Linked DNA regions of Gossypium hirsutum: region 2 is linked to region 1. Evidence: chromatin contacts called from public Hi-C data. All regions are on one chromosome and are shown on one strand. Each heading gives the region's core, a stretch centred on a gene start, on an enhancer-like site or on the middle of the called end of the contact. The rest is flanking DNA. Distances are from core to core; before and after follow the strand shown. Region 1 holds the start of LOC107945341 (AP2-like ethylene-responsive transcription factor ANT). Region 2 overlaps LOC107945343 (a long non-coding RNA gene).

Region 1 (4,300 bases), core at 45-2,544:
AAGAAAAAAAAAACTGAAGTTTAAGAAAAATACTAGTATATTCCCCAAAAGCACAAAAGAAAAAAGAATATTGAACCCAAATACCTTGTGGTTGCTGAGACCTGCCAAGAGCTTCCATTAGACAAAGAGACCCATCTGACTTAAGTGGCATGACAGGAAAGTGAGAATAGAAGCCACCATTTTCTCCTTCAACTCCATAATAAAGTCCATAATTAAGATGAGAAGGAGATTGGAAAAAGCTTGATGGAACTGCTGTAGTAACACCGGCAGCTGAAGCTGAAGCAGACTGTGTATAGTTGTGAGCTTCTTGATTGCTAACCTCCATTTTCATGTTTGGAGAGAGAGAAAAACCTAACCAGTTTGCATTTTTATTGTTATCATCATTGCTTATGGACTTCATTTTCTTATGCGGCTGCTTTGGAACCCAGTAATGATTCTAAGCAAGTTGGGAACTTCCTCTCACTGCAGGAACAACTCAATCATTGGGAAACAAATAACTTAATCATAAAAAAAACGACCATTTCCTTGCTTCACTCTAATTTTTTTAAAGGAAATGAAAAAAAAAACTAAGGATTTTTGTTTTGTAGCTGCAAAAGTAATTTGACCAAATCTAAGAACTCATCTAAAACAAATTCAGAACTCCTGTGACTGAATCTATTCTATATGCATGAGGCCCTCTCTCTCTCTCTCTCTCTCACTCACTGTAAACATTTCTAAAGAGAGACAAAGCAAGTTCCTTTCTTTTAAACTAAACAAAAAAGAAAGAAAAGAGTTCCAGCAAGCTAATGCTGGGCATCGTTCCTGCATTCCATAGGGATCTGTATATGAGAAAGACCTCTCCTTTCTTTTGCTTTACCCTACGCTCTTTGTTGCATTTCCCCCTTTTTTATTCATTCCTCTCTTTTCCTTTTAAAGACCCCAAACCACATTAAGACTTAAAAAAATAAAAAAAGATTAAATAAGAACTATATTCCTGAATGAAACATGGTGCCACCCAAAGACAAGATGCTAGTGGCTGTAGTTCTACTTATGACCCTGTTGGATACTCTCCCAAATTATCCATCAGTTATAAACAAACTCCTCTTTTCGTTCTTGTCTCTTTAAACACTTGCCAGGATTGGGACGTAAGCCCTTAACAGTAATGCTCTTTTTCAAGTATCCAAAACAAAAGCTAGCTAAATACGTCTCTATATCTGTAGTATTTTTTTCCGCTTTTAATCAGATGCTTGTCTTAAAATAATTTAGTAATAATCATTTTTGCTTTTTCCGTAAGAGATCTCACTAAATCAAAACTTACAAAGCTTTCCACTTACGGAAATAAACACTACTAACATCTTTCTTGGTGTGCCAAAATTCAACACTAGTGCGTCATTTGTTATTAGTGTAATAACATTGAGGAAAAGTTTATTTAATATATATGTATTATAGTTAGACTTAAAATAAAAAATAATCAATACAAATTTAAGTTTATAATTAGAAAAATAAAAAAAAATTTTGTAAAAATAAGATCTCTTCACAATAAGTAAAATTTTTTTCTTCTCTTTGCTAAAAATAAATCATAAGAGTGGTTAAACATTACTAATTGAATTATTTTATTGTTTAACTTGTATATTAAAACATGTGTACAAAATAATACTCTATTAATCGTTAGATTAACATGTGGAAGTAGGTAGAGGTTTGTAAGGAGGAGCACTTGGGTAGAGATGAGGAAGGAGAATTTCAGGTAAGAAAGTTTGAATTTGAAGGAGAAGTAGTGTGTACGTGAGAGTGTATAAGTTGTTTGCATGGTCCTTTTACGGTGGGAGGAGACAAGCTTGTTACGTGTCTTAAGGCTATTGACACGAAAGTTTTATTTGATACTTCTAGCAATGACGACAATGCTACGTCCTAAGATAAGACGTCTTATGACAACTGACAATCAATAACCTTGAACTTCACATGGGCCTCACATGGTCTTAGGGGAGACACTTAGTCTCAAGGTTCGCAAGTTACTTCAAGGTTTGCTGGTTCATAAGTCAACTATGCATAGTTCGCTGGAATGTTCATTCGATTGGGAAACACGTGTCAGGTCTCGTTTGGGTACGCTATAAGGTCCATAAGGTTATTTATGTAAGGTACAACAATTCCCCCTAGGCGAGAGAAGGTCAAACACTAACCTTTGCGAACTTGTTGGGGAAGTTCACAGTGTAGTTGTAGATGGCAATGGTTTAGATAGGTGATTGAAGTTCGCGTTGAAGTACTATGTATTTTATGTATGTTTTTGTTTTTGTTTTTATTTTTATTAGTTACTTTTTGAAATTTAAAATTTTGAATTTTGAATCATTGAATTTTTTAATTTTATTTCATTTATGGCGGGTTAAAAAAAATTCATGTATATATATTTATGTGTTTAATGATAAGGCTACTGAAGCGTGTGGCATATTACGATACATTTATTGGGTTCTCAATAAAACTGTCACTCTCATTATTGTTTAGGTATACGTGTAAAGTTATGATTCACGCAACTTTTTGCGTGAGTGAGTGCGTGATAACTTAGTAAGTTTTGAAGTAGTTGAAGGGGTTTTTTTTTTTTAACTTAAAAGGATAATTGAGTCTATTTTTGGTCATCATTTCTTGTCTTTCTAAGGATACTTGTAAAATTACTTGACTCACGGTCTAGAATTGGCTACGATTGTCTTCACTTTGAAGACTTGGCAACATTACTTGTACAGTGAGAGATGTCAAGTTTATACCGATCATAAAAGCCTGAAATATTTGATGACTCAAAAAGAATTAAACTTGAGGCAACGACAATGGCTCGAATTGTTGAAAGATTATGATCTAGTTGTTGATTATCATCTGGGAAAAGCTAATGTGGTTGCAGACGTGTTAAGTCGAAAATCATTGTTTGTTTTGGGAGCATTAAATGCTCATTTGACTTGAATGCTAATGGTTCTGTTTTAAAATTAAAAGCTAAATCGTTGTTCCTTCAACGAATTCAAGAGTTGCAAAATTATGACCCGAAATTGTTAGGTAAAAGAGAATAAATTTAGAGTGATCAATCTACAAAATTCAACGTTGATACTGATGGCATGTTGTACTTTCGTAACAGATTGTGTGTTCCAAATAATTTAGAGTTGAAACAAGACATTTTATCCAAGGCTCATAGTAGTACGTACTCTATTCATCCGGATAGTACTAAAATGTTTGGTGATTTAAAACAAATGTATTGATGGTCTGGTATAAAACACGAAATTTCAAAATTGTGGCTAAATGTTTGATTTTCCAATAGGTGAAAGTTGTGCATCAAGTTTTGTCTGGGTTATTACAGCCTATTATGATTCTCGAGTGGAAATGGGAGCAAGTTAAGATGGACTTTATTTTGGGATTGCCTGTGACACTGAGAAAGAAATATTCGATCTGGATTATTGTTGACAAATTGACGAAATCGACTCATTTTATTCCGGTCAAAGTTAATTTTTCACTTGAAAGGTTAATCGAGTTGTATGTATCTGAGATCGTTAGATTGCATGGGGTGTCGATATCTATTATCTCTTATCGATACTTGAGATTCACCTCTAGGTTTTGGGGTAAACTTCACGAAGCTTTAGGCACTAAACTCAACTTTAGTACAACATTTCATCCACAAACTGACGAACAATTAAAACGGGTAATACAAGTGCTAGAAGACATGTTACGATGTTGTGTTCTTGAATTTGAAGGTAACTGGGAAAAATATTTACCGTTAGCTGAATTTGCTTATAATAACAACTGCCAGTCCAAAATTAGAATAACACTATTTGAAGCTTTATACTAGCGAAAATGTAGAACATCGCTATATTGGTTTGAGTTGAGCGAATCTAAGTTAGTTGGGGCAAATTTGATTCGTGAGACTAAAGATAGGGTTCATGTTATTCGTGATTGATTGAAAGCTGTATCAAATTGTCAGAAATCGTACACAGACTTGAAAAGAAAATATATAGAATTTGTCATTGGTGATTGAGTGTTTTTAAAAGTTTCACCGTGGAAAAAGATGTTGTGATTTGGCAGAAAAGGGAAACTGAGTCCAAGGTTTATCATGCCATACGAGATTACTGAAAGAATCAATCCTATAACTTATAAACTAGTCTTCCTTCATGAACTCAAAAAGATACACAATGTTTTTCATGTTTCGATGTTGAGATGGTATAGGTTAAGTCCTTTACATGTGATTACTTCCAGTGAGATTGAATTACACCCTGATTTGTCTTACTCTAAGGAGTCGATAAAAATTTTAGCTCGCGAGGTAAAAAAACTCCAAAATAAATTAGTATCGTTGGTA
Region 2 (4,464 bases), core at 1,767-4,266, 170 kb after region 1:
CCAATTCTTGTAAGTATTTTTCAATATCATTATATATCAGCATCGTCTATTTTTGCGTTTTCTTGAGAAATGCAGTAGCTTTCTTTTCTTAAAATGTTTTGGAGCTCTAGAATCTGTCTTATCAAATCTCAAAGTCCTTCTTCCCTCTATCTTCATTTGTTACCCTTGAATTTTAATGACTTGCTGAAGAAATAAATCTTGTGCAATAGGAATGTTTCCTTTGTTAAAAACTTTCATGTGCTTCCTTCTGTTATCTTGTTGTTTCATTTTGTTACTTGGTGTCTGGAACCCTTCAGTAAGTTATCATATTGAAAATATTTTGCTGCAATATTCACTATTATTGTGGTAAAATGTTTTGTTATTAATATGATGGTGTTTGTCCTGAAATAATACCACAGGACTTGGAAACTGCATTTGGTCATTCAAATTCTTGTAAGAGCTCCATAACTTTTAAATATGATTTATTTGCTCTATTGTTCATCTGAATTATAAAACTGCTTGGTAACTGTTAATAAAATTGCCATGTTGAATATGTCGTTTGTTATTATTTCCCCATGCTCCAGCTTTAATGTGGCATGCTGTTTTAAGTAATCAATAGATGGAAATGGTTGTCATAAGCCTGGATAGCACCAGATTTATATATTGATTATCAAAAAATTATTCTATGAGCCTAGAGTCATAAGTTATGCAAATGTTCAAGCAAGCAAAATAATCATGTTGCTTACTTCAAGATCTCTTTGTTTCATATTTCATTTGTGGTGCTTTCCACCACCATATAGTTGCTAAGAAGTAGGCTCTGATTATTTTTTGAATTTGTTTAAATGTAGTGTTACATTTCAGCATGAAAAAGAATCAAACATAGAGCAGGTGGAGCAAATGCAAGCTATGGAGAAGAATCTAATCCGGATGGGATAAGAAGTTGAAAAGCTACGCGCTGAAGTCTTGAGTGCTGAGAAGAAAATGCATGGTAACTTTATTTTCCTATATTGGGACACAATCTGGTTGCTTCTTTTCTTTTTCTCCTACATTTTCCCTCTGTTAACACTTACACTGATGTTGTGTTCTTTAACAAAAATAGGAACGGTACCATATGTCGGTGGCTACATGAATCCTGATCCTTCATAAGCACCACCTTTTCAAGGTGGCACCACCTTTTTTAATGGCTACAGTCGGCCTGTAATGCAGACGGGTCTTGGGCCAATAGAGGGCCTAATCCCTTTTGGTAATAGTACTAATGTTCCAGCTGTTATTGCTGCAACCGATAGTCAAACTGTCCCTAGCTCAGTTTGGGGAGCACCCTACGATCCGTCACTTGCTCAGAGGTAAACTAGGAAAAGCTGCCTTGAAAGCCTCGCCTTGACCTTGGATTGTTAGCTTTATGCTATTAAAGATATCAGTAGTTAATAAAACACCACAGATTACAATATGGGCATTCCATATTTTACCCTCAAATTAGCATCTTAGTATCCATTGCACGCTAAACTGTTCAATTGAAACTATGTTTTCTTTTAGAATAGGAGAAAGGTGAAAGAATTAGGTCTTCCTTGCGTTTGAAGCAATTACAAGATGAATGGCATAGTAGTCTCCCTGTATATATGATTTCTGGATATAATATTTAATAATTCTAAGTATTTTGTTTTATATTCTCAAACATTTAATCTAAGGGGTGATGAAATAGTTAGTTCGATCCATTGCTAATTGAACTATAATTAACTAAACTGTTAGTTGAATTGAGCTTTTTTCTGTTAAAATAATTAACCGAAACGAACCAAATTCAATTAATTTTTTCGGCTTTCTATTTAATTGTTGTTTATATAATTTTTTTTTCTTTTGGTCCAAAGTTCATATCATTTTGAAACAATTATTGGCAAACATTACACTAAAATGGTAGTGTGCATTAAATCGGAACAAAAATATGACAAACAATGTGCATTGTCATATATTAGAACAAAAACATTATAACATTACATTACAATGACAGTTGGAATGGAACGAAATTGATAGGTGTTTAATTAATATATGTTTTAGAGTTAAATTCACACTTAGTTTTAGGCTCTTTTTAAGTGAATTACTAAGTTTAATATTGGGTTTTAGTAATTAGATTTTAGATTTTAGTTAGATAGTATTATGTTTGTTTAATTTTAGTGTTACATCAAATATTCAAAACCTGGTTTTTTTTTCTTTGCTCATTGATTGGATCAATCCTAGCACATGCGGTAACCTATATTATTGATTCAGAAAATGTGCATGGTCGAGAAAGTGATGATGATGACGACGACGATGGTGATGGTGATGATGACGGTGAATCAAACAATTCAAGTGGTTTTGAAATGGAATTAACAAGAGATGTTATAGCTTCTAGTTTAATGAATTCACTTTAAATTGTAAATGCTATTGTAAAAGTTTTAGTATTTATATTTGGTATATAAATATTATCCCTTTTTAAAACTTTAATCCAAATATATGTAATATTTTAATTTGTTAGGTTTATGTTTTCTATGTTATGTTTATATATAATATGAGTTATATATTCAAATACATTTTAAAACAAAATAATACAAATGTGTTAAAAGTATTAATTAAAAATAAAAAATAATTTTTATAATAATACAATTGTGTCAATATCTAATTAAAAATATTTAATTTTTATATTTAAATATTTAAATATAGTTTATATATTCTAATTAAATTTTATAAATAATTAATATTAATTACTTAGAAATATTTAAAATTAATATTATATATTAAATTATTAACAATAAGTTATAATAAATTATTTTTTATATTTTTGCTAAAATATCATAATATTAACTAATTTGAACATTATTTAAATACATATTTGTTACTTTATAATATCATATCTACAATGGACATTTTGTTCTTCAAGAGGACTTTTGACAGTAATACCAAACACTCAAATTTTTTCAAAAGCACTTCTCAAAAGCAATAAAGAACTAGCCCTATCTCTCTTATGGATGATGGGGCTAAGCAGCGTAAACCCCGCTGCCAAAAACTAATTCTCATATAGTAAGCCCAAATGTTGAAACCAAAAATAGAAAGCACAAAATGCTTTAAATGGGCGGAGCAAAGTATTGAAATAAAAAGTGCCTAGTGATTTAAATCAATGAAGTGGGCTTACCAACACATTAAAATAATAAAGGACCCCAAATTAATATTTTTAAATAAAAGAAATGGGTTTAATAAACAACTTAAAACGAAAGGAAACATTATAGTGTTATTTCATAAAATAGGCTCAAATCACACTCTGTCTTACAATTCCATTCAATCCATCAATTAATATCATAGGTCTTGGAAGCCCCTAAAATTGAATTAAACGGTCCCTATTTTTGGGGAGATTGAATTAAGCTTACTTTTTGGGTTGAAAGTACCATGTCTAAACACATTATTTCAGATCACATATTAGGGCTAAATTAATAAATCATGTCGAAAATAAAAGTTAATTAATCAAATAGGTTGTTTTTTTTAATTTAGGGAAATAGGCTGTTTTTGGAGAGAGTGTGTGAAAGCATGCTTAGCTAGACGAGCTTTCCTGTTGACATGTCAGGAAAAGTGTACTCAATTGGACGCGCTTTCATACTCTCTCTTCAAAAACGATCTATTTCCCTAAATTAAAAAAAACGGCTTATTTGGCCAATTAAATTTTTTTTCGGCATATTCAGCTAATTTAGCCCCCATATTAGTATAATATAAATTTATGATATTTAATTATTATATGGAGAAATAATTGATAATATGGATGTATGATTTTTTATGTATTTATACAAAAAAATATTTGATACATTACTTGTAAAAAAAATTAATTCCACAAATAACGTTTTAAGAATGAAAAATATTCGTCAATTGAGTTTTAGCTCGATTGGCATGGGCATTATTACCAATATAGGAGGATGTGAGGGTTCGAATACGCTGAAGCGCATTATTCTTCTATTTATAAATTGGAGAAGGACAGTGTGTAGTTATAAGCATTGCGTATAAGAAAAAAAATTAAACCACTTTTAGAAGATTTTACTGGTACTAACCTTTATTATAATAGGGTTTTTTACTAAAATAATACAAAAAAATATAAAAAAAATATCAAAATAATATACAAAAAAATTTATTTACCAAAATAATACAAAAAAAAGACGGCTGAAGGAGGGTAATGGAATGGGGGCACCAGTGGTGCCTTTCTCATTGGCGGCACCGGTGGTGCCATTCCCATTGGTGGCACAGGACTAAAATGTAACTATCTGTAGTTTTAAGGACCTGACATGTAAATTTATCATTTTGAATTTTGAAAGTGAATTGATGTCGCCTGTGGGTGTGTCAGCGCCAAAGCTGAAACTTGGCTAATTGCCTTCTAAGCCCTCCTTATTTATTATTTTCTTTTTATTCCCCTTCAACTCACTTTTTTTATTTAATAAATAAGCCCTCAACCTATTTTTGTAGTTAAATAAGCTCTTA

The links. Hi-C and Micro-C count contacts between places; a contact is called where the count stands out from the background.
Region 2: a Hi-C map of leaf shows a contact between it and region 1, with 2.6 times the contacts expected there. The contact joins the enhancer-like site here to the promoter of LOC107945341 in region 1. A contact is called at or near these places in 5 of 34 Hi-C or Micro-C datasets (callus, leaf and seedling).

What each region holds. Positions count from the first base shown.
Region 1 is chrD12:26,623,694-26,627,993 of Gossypium_hirsutum_v2.1, forward strand. It overlaps LOC107945341 (AP2-like ethylene-responsive transcription factor ANT), which reads right to left and starts at 1,295. Exons shown (of 9, transcript XM_041106613.1): 1 at 85-1,295. The coding sequence starts at 400.
Region 2 is chrD12:26,796,170-26,800,633 of Gossypium_hirsutum_v2.1, forward strand. LOC107945343 (a long non-coding RNA gene) reads left to right here. Exons shown (of 5, transcript XR_001696513.2): 3 at 399-432; 4 at 828-967; 5 at 1,079-1,641. Among protein-coding and RNA genes, the nearest start is that of LOC107945343, 3.0 kb to the left of the region's middle. Within about 2 kb of position 3,017, at least 3 of the 9 cell types and tissues checked have an H3K27ac peak or open chromatin away from gene starts, as enhancers often do. A contact at or near this core is called in leaf, where this site is marked.